Regions from separate parts of the Mus musculus genome. Here region 1 is linked to region 2. A link is a contact called in public Hi-C data. All regions are on one chromosome and are shown on one strand. Each heading gives the region's core, a stretch centred on a gene start, on an enhancer-like site or on the middle of the called end of the contact. The rest is flanking DNA. Distances are from core to core; before and after follow the strand shown. Region 1 overlaps Hdac9 (histone deacetylase 9). Region 2 holds the start of Atxn7l1os2 (ataxin 7-like 1, opposite strand 2).

Evidence for each region. A called contact is a pair of places that touch in the nucleus more often than the background predicts.
Region 1: a Hi-C map of the N1E-115 cell line shows a contact between it and region 2, with 5 times the contacts expected there. The contact joins the enhancer-like site here to the promoter of Atxn7l1os2 in region 2. A contact is called at or near these places in 2 of 39 promoter capture datasets (the C10 cell line and embryonic stem cells), 1 of 15 datasets of contacts at CTCF or cohesin (pro-B cells), 10 of 484 Hi-C or Micro-C datasets (the MNK3 cell line, the N1E-115 cell line, Th1 cells and 6 more) and 2 of 9 other capture datasets (adipose tissue and embryonic stem cells).

What each region holds. Positions count from the first base shown.
Region 1 is chr12:34,447,788-34,452,313 of GRCm38.p6, forward strand. All of the region lies in intron 4 of Hdac9 (histone deacetylase 9), which reads right to left. Among named protein-coding and RNA genes, the nearest start is that of Gm51984, 230 kb to the left of the region's middle. Within about 2 kb of position 1,749, at least 2 of the 459 cell types and tissues checked have an H3K27ac peak or open chromatin away from gene starts, as enhancers often do. A contact at or near this core is called in the N1E-115 cell line, where this site is marked.
Region 2 is chr12:33,393,315-33,397,766 of GRCm38.p6, forward strand. Atxn7l1os2 (ataxin 7-like 1, opposite strand 2) reads right to left here and starts at 1,446. Exons shown (of 4, transcript NR_131031.1): 1 at 1,383-1,446. It overlaps Efcab10 (EF-hand calcium binding domain 10), which reads left to right and starts at 1,540. Exons shown (of 4, transcript NM_029152.1): 1 at 1,540-1,884. The coding sequence starts at 1,776.

The DNA of each region.
Region 1 (4,526 bases), core at 499-2,998, 1.1 Mb after region 2:
AAGCAAGCACATCCCGTGAAAGTCCCAAAGCAACAATTTATTAGCTGTTGTGACCATCTCAATGCTAGATTATGTGAAGTCTTTGCTTAAATTATTGGTAAGTGAATACCAATTATTCAGACAAATTACCTGACAAAACAAAAAAGCATTTACAAACAATCTTAAAAGGTTTTACGGTGTCATTTTCTATCTCTTAAACCACAACAATCACCAAAGTAGGAGAAAACACAGAAAAATACAACTTCCCCATTTATACCATTTGTTCAAGAGAGTTACCAAGAATAGATTACAACCTGAATTACCTAGACATTAATGTCTAACTTAAGACCCATAGTATATTAGAAAATTAGACCAAAGTGGCAAAATGTAAATTGAGAATTTATTTTTCTTATTTCAAACTTGAAAGAGAAAAGAAATATATATTAAAATCCTCTTAAACTCATTTAATCAAAAGTTTCTGAAATTTTGCCCAAGATAATCACCAATTGATTTATTTTTTCAGTGCTTAAACATGGTAGACTGTGTGCTTGGTACATAAGTGTCTCCATTAGAATCTATAGTCTCAGAAGTAATTTTATGGAAAATTAAATTAGTAAGTTAGAATGTGTCTAAATGATTTAGGGAAAAAGTAGTTCCTTGAAATTGACAACAATTCTGTCCAAACTTCATTTTAGGAATGTAGATATTCTTAGTATATAGTCTATTAGCATTTATAATATAATCATCAGGAAATAGAAAGAATGAGTAAATTATCAAACATTAAAAGAAACATTTTCGTAAGAATCTTATAAATTGGTTTGTTCAGAGGTACAACTCTCCCTCACAGTGATTGTGATCAAGTCGTGAATATCTTTAGTTTCTAAAAGTACACAAATACATGGCATAAATGCAAAGAAAATAAATGCAGAAGGCAATCTTGGCTTTGATTTACTGTTCTCTTATTTCCCAGGGGTCTGGACAGGAAACGAAAATAACCACAAATGACTAAAATATCAGTAGTCCTTGAAATATCAACATTTAAGCTAAAGCAGGCTAACTTTTTAATCAAAGGCTTTGCTATTTTGATTTACTTAATTCAAACTCCCTCTCTGCAAATATGCTTTTGAATTAAGCAGTCATAACAAACCATAACACAAACATGAATTGCCAACTAATTTGTAGTGCACACTTGGTTCTGTCTGCGAAAAAACACAGCCTTTAACTCAAAGAGAATGAGGGATAGTTTATTCTAGAGCCAGATTTGAGTGACCATGGCCTGAGAACACAGGTTTAGGTTACCACAAATTCCATGCTCCAACGTGGAAGCAGTTTCATGAAGGTTTTATAGTAACAAAGCAAAATAATGATTCAAGGAAGTTTTAAGAAACGTTGGTGGGATCATCATACAGGTGGTTTCAGCAAGATGGGTGATTTTCCCATCAGCTCCACATGCTATCTGGTGAAATCTTAGCTTTTGGGTTGGTGGAAGCCAATGCTGTGCTAAGTTAATAGAGTCACAGAGGGCTTTATCTATTAGTGAATGTCAGTTATGACAGAGAGGCAGGCGATTCAGGTTCTAAAGCTAGTCTGGGATAATGTAATTAGCCACTGTACCAGAAACAGCAATTTCTCTACTGCAGTCATTAGTAGTCTTTGCAAACACAGCTTCACTTTGGAATTCTCGTCGAGAGTTCTAAACTTTTGTCCTACTCCTTAGTTCTTACTATCTGAGAACTGAGTAAAAACTTCGTGGAGCTTCTTGCACAATGGAAACAAAACCAAGCCAGTTTATGTCACTTTTTAACTTAACAGGAACTAAGAAATGCATCCATGGCATTTTGTAATTTGATCTAAGAATTTAATCTGATGTAAACAGCACCAGCAAATGAAACCCAGAGGAGGCAGGAAATTTTAGTCTTTTAAATGGATACTATAAGTATTAATTTGAAAGAGTTCTTTATTCAATTAAACTCAAATTTCTTCATCTGAGATTGGGAGTAAGCTTACTTTCAAAAAATACAATAAGAGTAAGACAAACATTAATGGTTTTTTTTGTACCAATTATATTATACTTTCATTTATAAACAAGCATCAAATGACAGACATTTGCAAATAGCAAAATAAAGAAATCTTTCCCATGGAAACCTGATACTAGATGCAGAGGATACCATGGTAATAACAGAACGTAGCATAGTATACAGCATAAGTTATTATTAGGTAGATATCAGTTAAATAAACTTCTCTTAGCAGATCCTGTCTCTTATACCACTCTATGAACAAAATACACTTGCTTACTCCACAAATCAACTTAATCAAAGAGTGCTTTTACACCCTTTGATGAGACCTGCTCAGTCTTGGCCTGGGGAGATAGCTCTACTGGTGAAGTATGTGCTGTACAATTAGATGTCCCTGTGTTTAGTCACCAAGACTCACTTGTGGTAGTACTGTGCACCCACAGTCTTAGGGCAGAAGAGGTAGAGACTGTTAGATCCCTGATGTTTGGTGTCCAGCCAGCATAGCCTAATTGGCTTGGCAAACATCAGAGCAGTGTCAAGACCTTGTCTCAAAAAAACCAAGGTAGATGGTACCTACGGAATAATATTCAAAGTTGTCTTTTTATCTCCACACGCGTGCATGCGCGCGCGCGCGCGCGCACACACACACACACACACACACACACACACACACACACACACACATATGCATGTGAATACCGGCATGCATCTACCCACTTACACATATACTCATAGAAAATACACAGAGCATACCTTAGAAGCATATAAATGTTCACTATCTTAATATATAAAACATCTTTTGGGGGAAGTGTGTTACCCTGCTAATAAGAGATGATTACTTTGAACTAATAAGAAAATATCTAATAAATAACGAAGGTCTCAACAATTCAATTTAAGGTAACATATATGCAGATTCTCAAGACATAGACGAACAAAGGTAGAGGCATTGAGCATTACAAGGTCCTTCTTTCATACTGGATGCAGAACTCATTCATTCCTACAGAATGGAGACAGGACCGGATCCCTAAATTCTCAGGAAGTCCTTATGCAGAAACGCAAGCAAGCCGCAGGGGCAGAGTCCCTCTACAGCCTACTCAGATCTGGCGATGCTGCTTCTCAAAAATCTCGACTGTGTCTTTAATCACCTGGATCTTTTCTTCCAATAAAGCTTTCTGACTAGATTCAGCATCTAACGTCAACAGGAACGCATGGATTTTGAGGGTATAGGAGGAGTTCTAGTCACTCAGTTCTCTGTGATTTCACTGGTGATCCAGGTTCCATCAGATTCTGATCGAACTCACTGCTCTGTGGGCAGTGGGCACTCGCTCCATGTATTTTGCTAAATTCAAACTAGGGACAAAACAAAAGAACTACTGCTTTTTCAAATATCATAAAGTTGTCATTTTATAAGGATCATAATAACAGAATATTTTAAAAAACTGAATACATTTATACCTTGTGCCTGCAATTTATATCAAAAGAATGATAAAAGCAAAAAGCCCCTCAAATGCTGCCTAATTTCAAACTTGGCCAATCCAGCTTGATTGGCAGCTACAGTCATGTCATTGCCACAGGGTGGCACCACTTCTGCCTGTAAACAGAAACATCCCTGCCCTTGTCAGGAAGCACACTGGAGATGAGTTTAAAACACGTGAGCTCTCAGGAACCATGTATACTGATAACACTTAGCTTTTCTCAGAGGACAATTCCAAGCTATCTTTCCAAATTTGGGCAAGAGCAATGTAAAATATCATGATTCAGGGGGAGAAGTGGTGTTCTTCTTTAGATTATGGAACCTGTGCAAAGCGCTTACAGTGTTCTAAATACAGTTTTGAGGATGTTACAGAAGGGATGTTCATCTCTTCATAATACCATGGAGCTGTGACTTATTATAACCTGACAACATATTTTAATGTGGCATTCCTTTACAGATAAGAAAAACATAAGCCATCAATAATGTGGCCAAGGTCACATGTACCAAGACCTAAAGCAGGAATTAAGGCATATATGTAATATATGCCATTTGGTTCTGAATCTTGGTCCTGACAACGCCATCCTGATTGCTCTTTAGCCTTATGGAAAGTGTATTCTTTTGTGTTTATAGCCTTTGAGGTAAGCCTTAAAGTAACTGCTTCCAGAAACATTTTTTTAAAAGTATTACCTCTCTTTATTTTTAGAGGTGAAGAAAAGTTTTTGCTGGTACCTGGCAACACATTCCATAGAGAGTTCTGTTCTTAAATACATTTTCTGCATATTTTGACACATTTGTATATTTTCAGGTATATTTAACACATCTTACTTAGCTCTTTTAAAGAAACAATTCTGTATGTAAGCATTCTAAACATAGGAGCTCAACTTTTATTTTAGCTTTTATAGAACTAATACTTTTATAAATTCTGCAGCATCTCACCAGTTCTCCTTACAGTCATGGTTCTGACTCTGTCAACCTCATCCACTGACAGAGAGGTGAAGACTCACAATGAAGTCATCTTTGCTACCTTATTAGCCAAATCCCACTTGGATTAGCCTAGA
Region 2 (4,452 bases), core at 196-2,695:
CTCTCTCTCTCTCTCTCCCTCCTCCTCCTCCCCCTCCCTCTCCCCCTCTCCCCCTTCCCCTCCCCACCCCAACCTCATGTGTGTGTGTTCCAGAGGAAAGGGGTGGGGAATGGGGTTGCCAAAGCCAAGAGGGTCTAGAGGAGCTGTGCGATTACAGGTAGTTCTAAGGAAAGACAGGAAAGGAGGGCAGGAAGGGGCGCAATAGCCTGGTTGGGCCTAAGGAAATGTCAGGTGAAGAGGGCCACCAGGTAGTCTTAAAGACACTTACTGTCTAAGCCCAGCCTTGAGCCTATTGCATGTAACGAACTGCACTGTTTTTGCTGTATATGCAAATTTTTCTTGTATAGACATATAATGGCTTAATTACAGAAAACAAATACTTTTAATATTTTCCCACTGTCATTCATCAGCATGCATGAAATCTGTGTATTAGACTGTATTCAAAGGATTAATTTGTTCATTAATTTATTTTACTGAACTGCCTCTGCCCTCCCTCCTCATCCTGGGATTACAGGTGTTCATATTTATATCCTGCTATAATTTATGAGTTAATGTTTTGTTTGAGGTTGCCGGGATTAAATCTAGAGCCTCCCTCACACTGAACTCATCTATGCCCCTCTGGCCATTTTAAATAGGGTCTTTTTTTTCTTGTTCATTTAGATTTTGGGAGTATTGTTATGGCAAAGCGGGAGATCTAACCTCCAGTCTGGATATTCTAGTCAAGTGCTATACCATTGAGCTATGACCTAGTCGCAGATGTTTGGTTTGTTGCCGTGAATGGCATAAGAAGAATAAAATAAAATCATTAAAGTATGTTTTTGACTTGGGGAAAAGATAATTTCCAAGAATTACTGGCCTGTCCCTAAATATACATCAGCCAATTTGTATTATGTATTTCTGTTATGTAGCGTTTTTGGCCTTGACAATTATAAACTCAAAATACCAGCCAACTTTGAAAAAACGTTGAAGATGCTCTGTGCTTTGCAGTATCAAGTATTCAGCTGGCGTTTAATTCCTTAAAATAAGCAAGCACCTACGTGCACATTGGTACACAAATTTGCTTTTATTGTTAATGATGTTTACAAAGCAAAACGTTTTGCTTTGATTTAGTTTGTTTTGGTTTTCTGAGACAGGGCTATATATCCCAGGATGTTCTTCACTTCTGTTTGTAGCCAAGGATGCCATTGAACCCTTAATCTTCCACCCCCAAGTGCTGGTACTATAGACAGGCATGCATCATTGCACCTGACTTCAAAGAACTTTCTTTAAATTATATATCTATTTTATACAGGGTTGCACAGGAAATGTGTTAAAAGAGTTGAAAGTGGAGAATCATTACCGAGTGTAGTTCAGCAGAAAACACCCAAGCTCAATATCCATACCTGAGACCTCCTGCCAGGGCAACCCTGAGGGCTGCTCACCCAGAAAATGCTATTTAGGATTCTTAGAACTGCTAACGTTCTTTTCTCATTGATAAATCCTAGGTTCCCATCATTAAAACCTCATTCTGGAACAAACAAGTACAGGAAGCAGGAACCCGGACCAAACAAGCTCAGCCTCTGTGTTGGCAACTGCATCACAAGCTGGTGTCACAGACTGCCCGCCACACCCCTGCTTCTTCCTCAGGGGTGTGGAAGGGGGTTGTCCTGGTACCTGGGAGGGAAGAGGAGTGGGGCTGGGGAAGGTGAGGTGTTTCACGTGAATGAGCACGAAAGGGGCGGAGTTGGGCCCCCTGGAGGCTGCCTGGTCGCCTAGCAACGGCTCAGCTAGGAAACATGGAGCCTGTGGCTGACCGGGAGCTTCAGGCCAAGCTGTATTTAGAAAGACATCGGATCATGGAATTGCTGAATCAACTTACTAGCTTCCTCCTCTTTGCCCGACCAAGTAAGGGTCTTGTCTCCATTGGCTTTCTGACTCTCTCTCCCCCATCAAAGGGTCACCAGCACGCCGCTTCCCTCCCTATAGCCAGCCCTCTTCACTCGCTCCATTCCCTGCTTCCCCACGAGTGGAGGAGCCCTGCCGGAGTTCGAAGGCTCTATGAGCCCCTCACCCTCCACGCATATCCCCAGCTCTGAGTCAAACGTGATAAATGTCCTCTTGGTGCCGCAAGGAATGGTAGGGAGGCTGGCAGAGTCTGCGAGTGGCAGAGTCTGGGGACTGCCTAGCTCCAGGTCCACCCCTTATAGTTATGAGTGCTTGAAGCAAGGCTGAATGTCTGTCTCTTCCATGGGAAAATGGAGATAATAGTACAGATCTAATGGGGACAGAGCGAACACCGGGGACGGGGGGCGGGAGGGGGGTTCACATAAATTATAGCTATATCAGCCTTGGCCAGGCAAGCAATAGATCTTTTCAATTCAATTCTAAGGAGTCTCTGATTTATTAAGGGAGATAAACAATGGTTAGTGTGAGCTGCCAGGATCCTCCTGGGGAGCTAGGGTTTTTTCCTGGCATTTTTATAGATTAGACTCCTTCAAAGTTTGGGTTATTCCATAATTGTTATTGGTGCATGGTAAGACGTTACATTTGAGATGATGACAAGATTGCATCCTCCCAGGGTGAATTGAGCCTGCCGGCCTTCATGATAAGTCTCCAAAATTACAAAATGTTCATTTACTTCTCTGGAAAGGAAGCAGAAATACCATTCCAACGCAGAAAAACAAAACAAACAAAAAACCAAACCAAACAACAATAACAACAACAACAACAACAAAACCCGAAAAACAGTATAACCACTTAGGGGATGAGAAAAATATTTTGAAATATTTTATTGTATTTTTTAAAATGTATTCATTTAAACGTGTATAGGTGTTTTGCCTGCATATCTGGCTGTGTATCATGGGCGTGCCTGCATGCCTGTGTGCCTGGTCCCTGAAGCGGTTAGAAGATAAGTGTCACATCCCCTGAACTAGAGCTGCCCATGGTCTGAGGCACAATATGAGTGCTGGGACCTGAATCAGATCCTTGCTCTTAACTGCTAACCATTACATTTTTTTAAAAAGATGTATTTATTTATTTATTATATGTAAGTACACTGTAGCTGTCTTGAGACACTCCAGAAGAGGGAGTCAGATCTTGTTACAGATGGTTGTGAGCCACCATGTGGTTGCTGGGATTTGAACTCCGGACCTTCAGAAGAGCAGTCGGGTGCTCTTACCCACTAAGCCATCTCACCAGCCTACCATTAAATTTAAAACACAAATTTAGCACATCTAATGTTCAGAACAGCCAGTGTTTAATATACATATATATTTTGCTTAGATTATATTTCCTTTTTCTCTTTCTCTTTCTCTTCATTGTCAAAGTAATGAAGTCTAGACTCATCTGGGAGATGGGGCCCTGGCCACGTCTGTGGTTATGTCTGGACTGAGGGGGAAGCATTTCCATCAGGCTGCAGCATTCTCAGGATGAGGATCTTGGAGATATAAAAAGCAGAAAAGCAAGCTGAGCAGAAGCATCACCTCTCTGTGTTCTGCTCTGGGACTTTTACTGCCTTGATGGATTTTTAACTCCCATACTGTGATGCAAAATAAACCCTCCTCCCTTAAGTTACTTTTGCCAGAGTATTTTAACATAGCATCAGAAAAGTAACTAAGACAGAGACATACACTTCAAATAATGACCATTATGATTTCCTTAACATACACAGAGAAGCCGGGCAGTGGTGGCACAAACCTTTAATCCCAGCACTGGAAAGGCAGAGGCAGGCAGCTTTCTGAGTTTGAGGCCAGTCTGGTCTACAGAGTGAGTTCCTGGACAGCAGGGGCTACACAGAGAAACCTTGTCTTTAAAAAACAACAACAAATGCATATGTACATACATACGTACGTACATACATACAGAAGAGCAAGTAAATAACGCTATAGTGAAATAGTATTGGTCAAATTCTAGCAGCTGAAGTTGGTGATGGGTCCATTATCCTTTGCTTTAGGTTTGCTTTCCTTTTATTTATGCGTGTGTCTGCTTTAGTACTTGCCATGTGAACACAGGGGCCTAAAGAGGCCGTACTAAGTCATCAGATCCCCTGGAATTGGAGTTTAAGGCTGTTGTGAGCCACTTGAGGTAGGTTCTGGGAACAGAACTTGGATCTTTTGCAAGGGCACGTGTTATTAAATGTATAACCTTAAAAAATTAATTCTCACCAATAACTTTTAAAATTGTTAGAAAAAGTGGGCCTGAGACCTAATATTCAAAGCGTAAAATGCAGTGATGGTGGCATTGGCCATCTAAGCAGTGGTGTCTTATGTCTGACTTCTGCTGTGATTGCTGCATTAGTTTGGAAAGTGGACTCCATTTTCTGTTTTTAAATCAGTTTGACAGACGAGCCTGTTGATCCAGAGCACCACTTCTTTGTCAGACACAAACATTCTGCCTCGTCAGAAGACAGCATTTGTCTAAGACTGTTTCTGTTTCCTGGGTTAACTTCTTCCCTGCATCATGCCAACCCCTTTG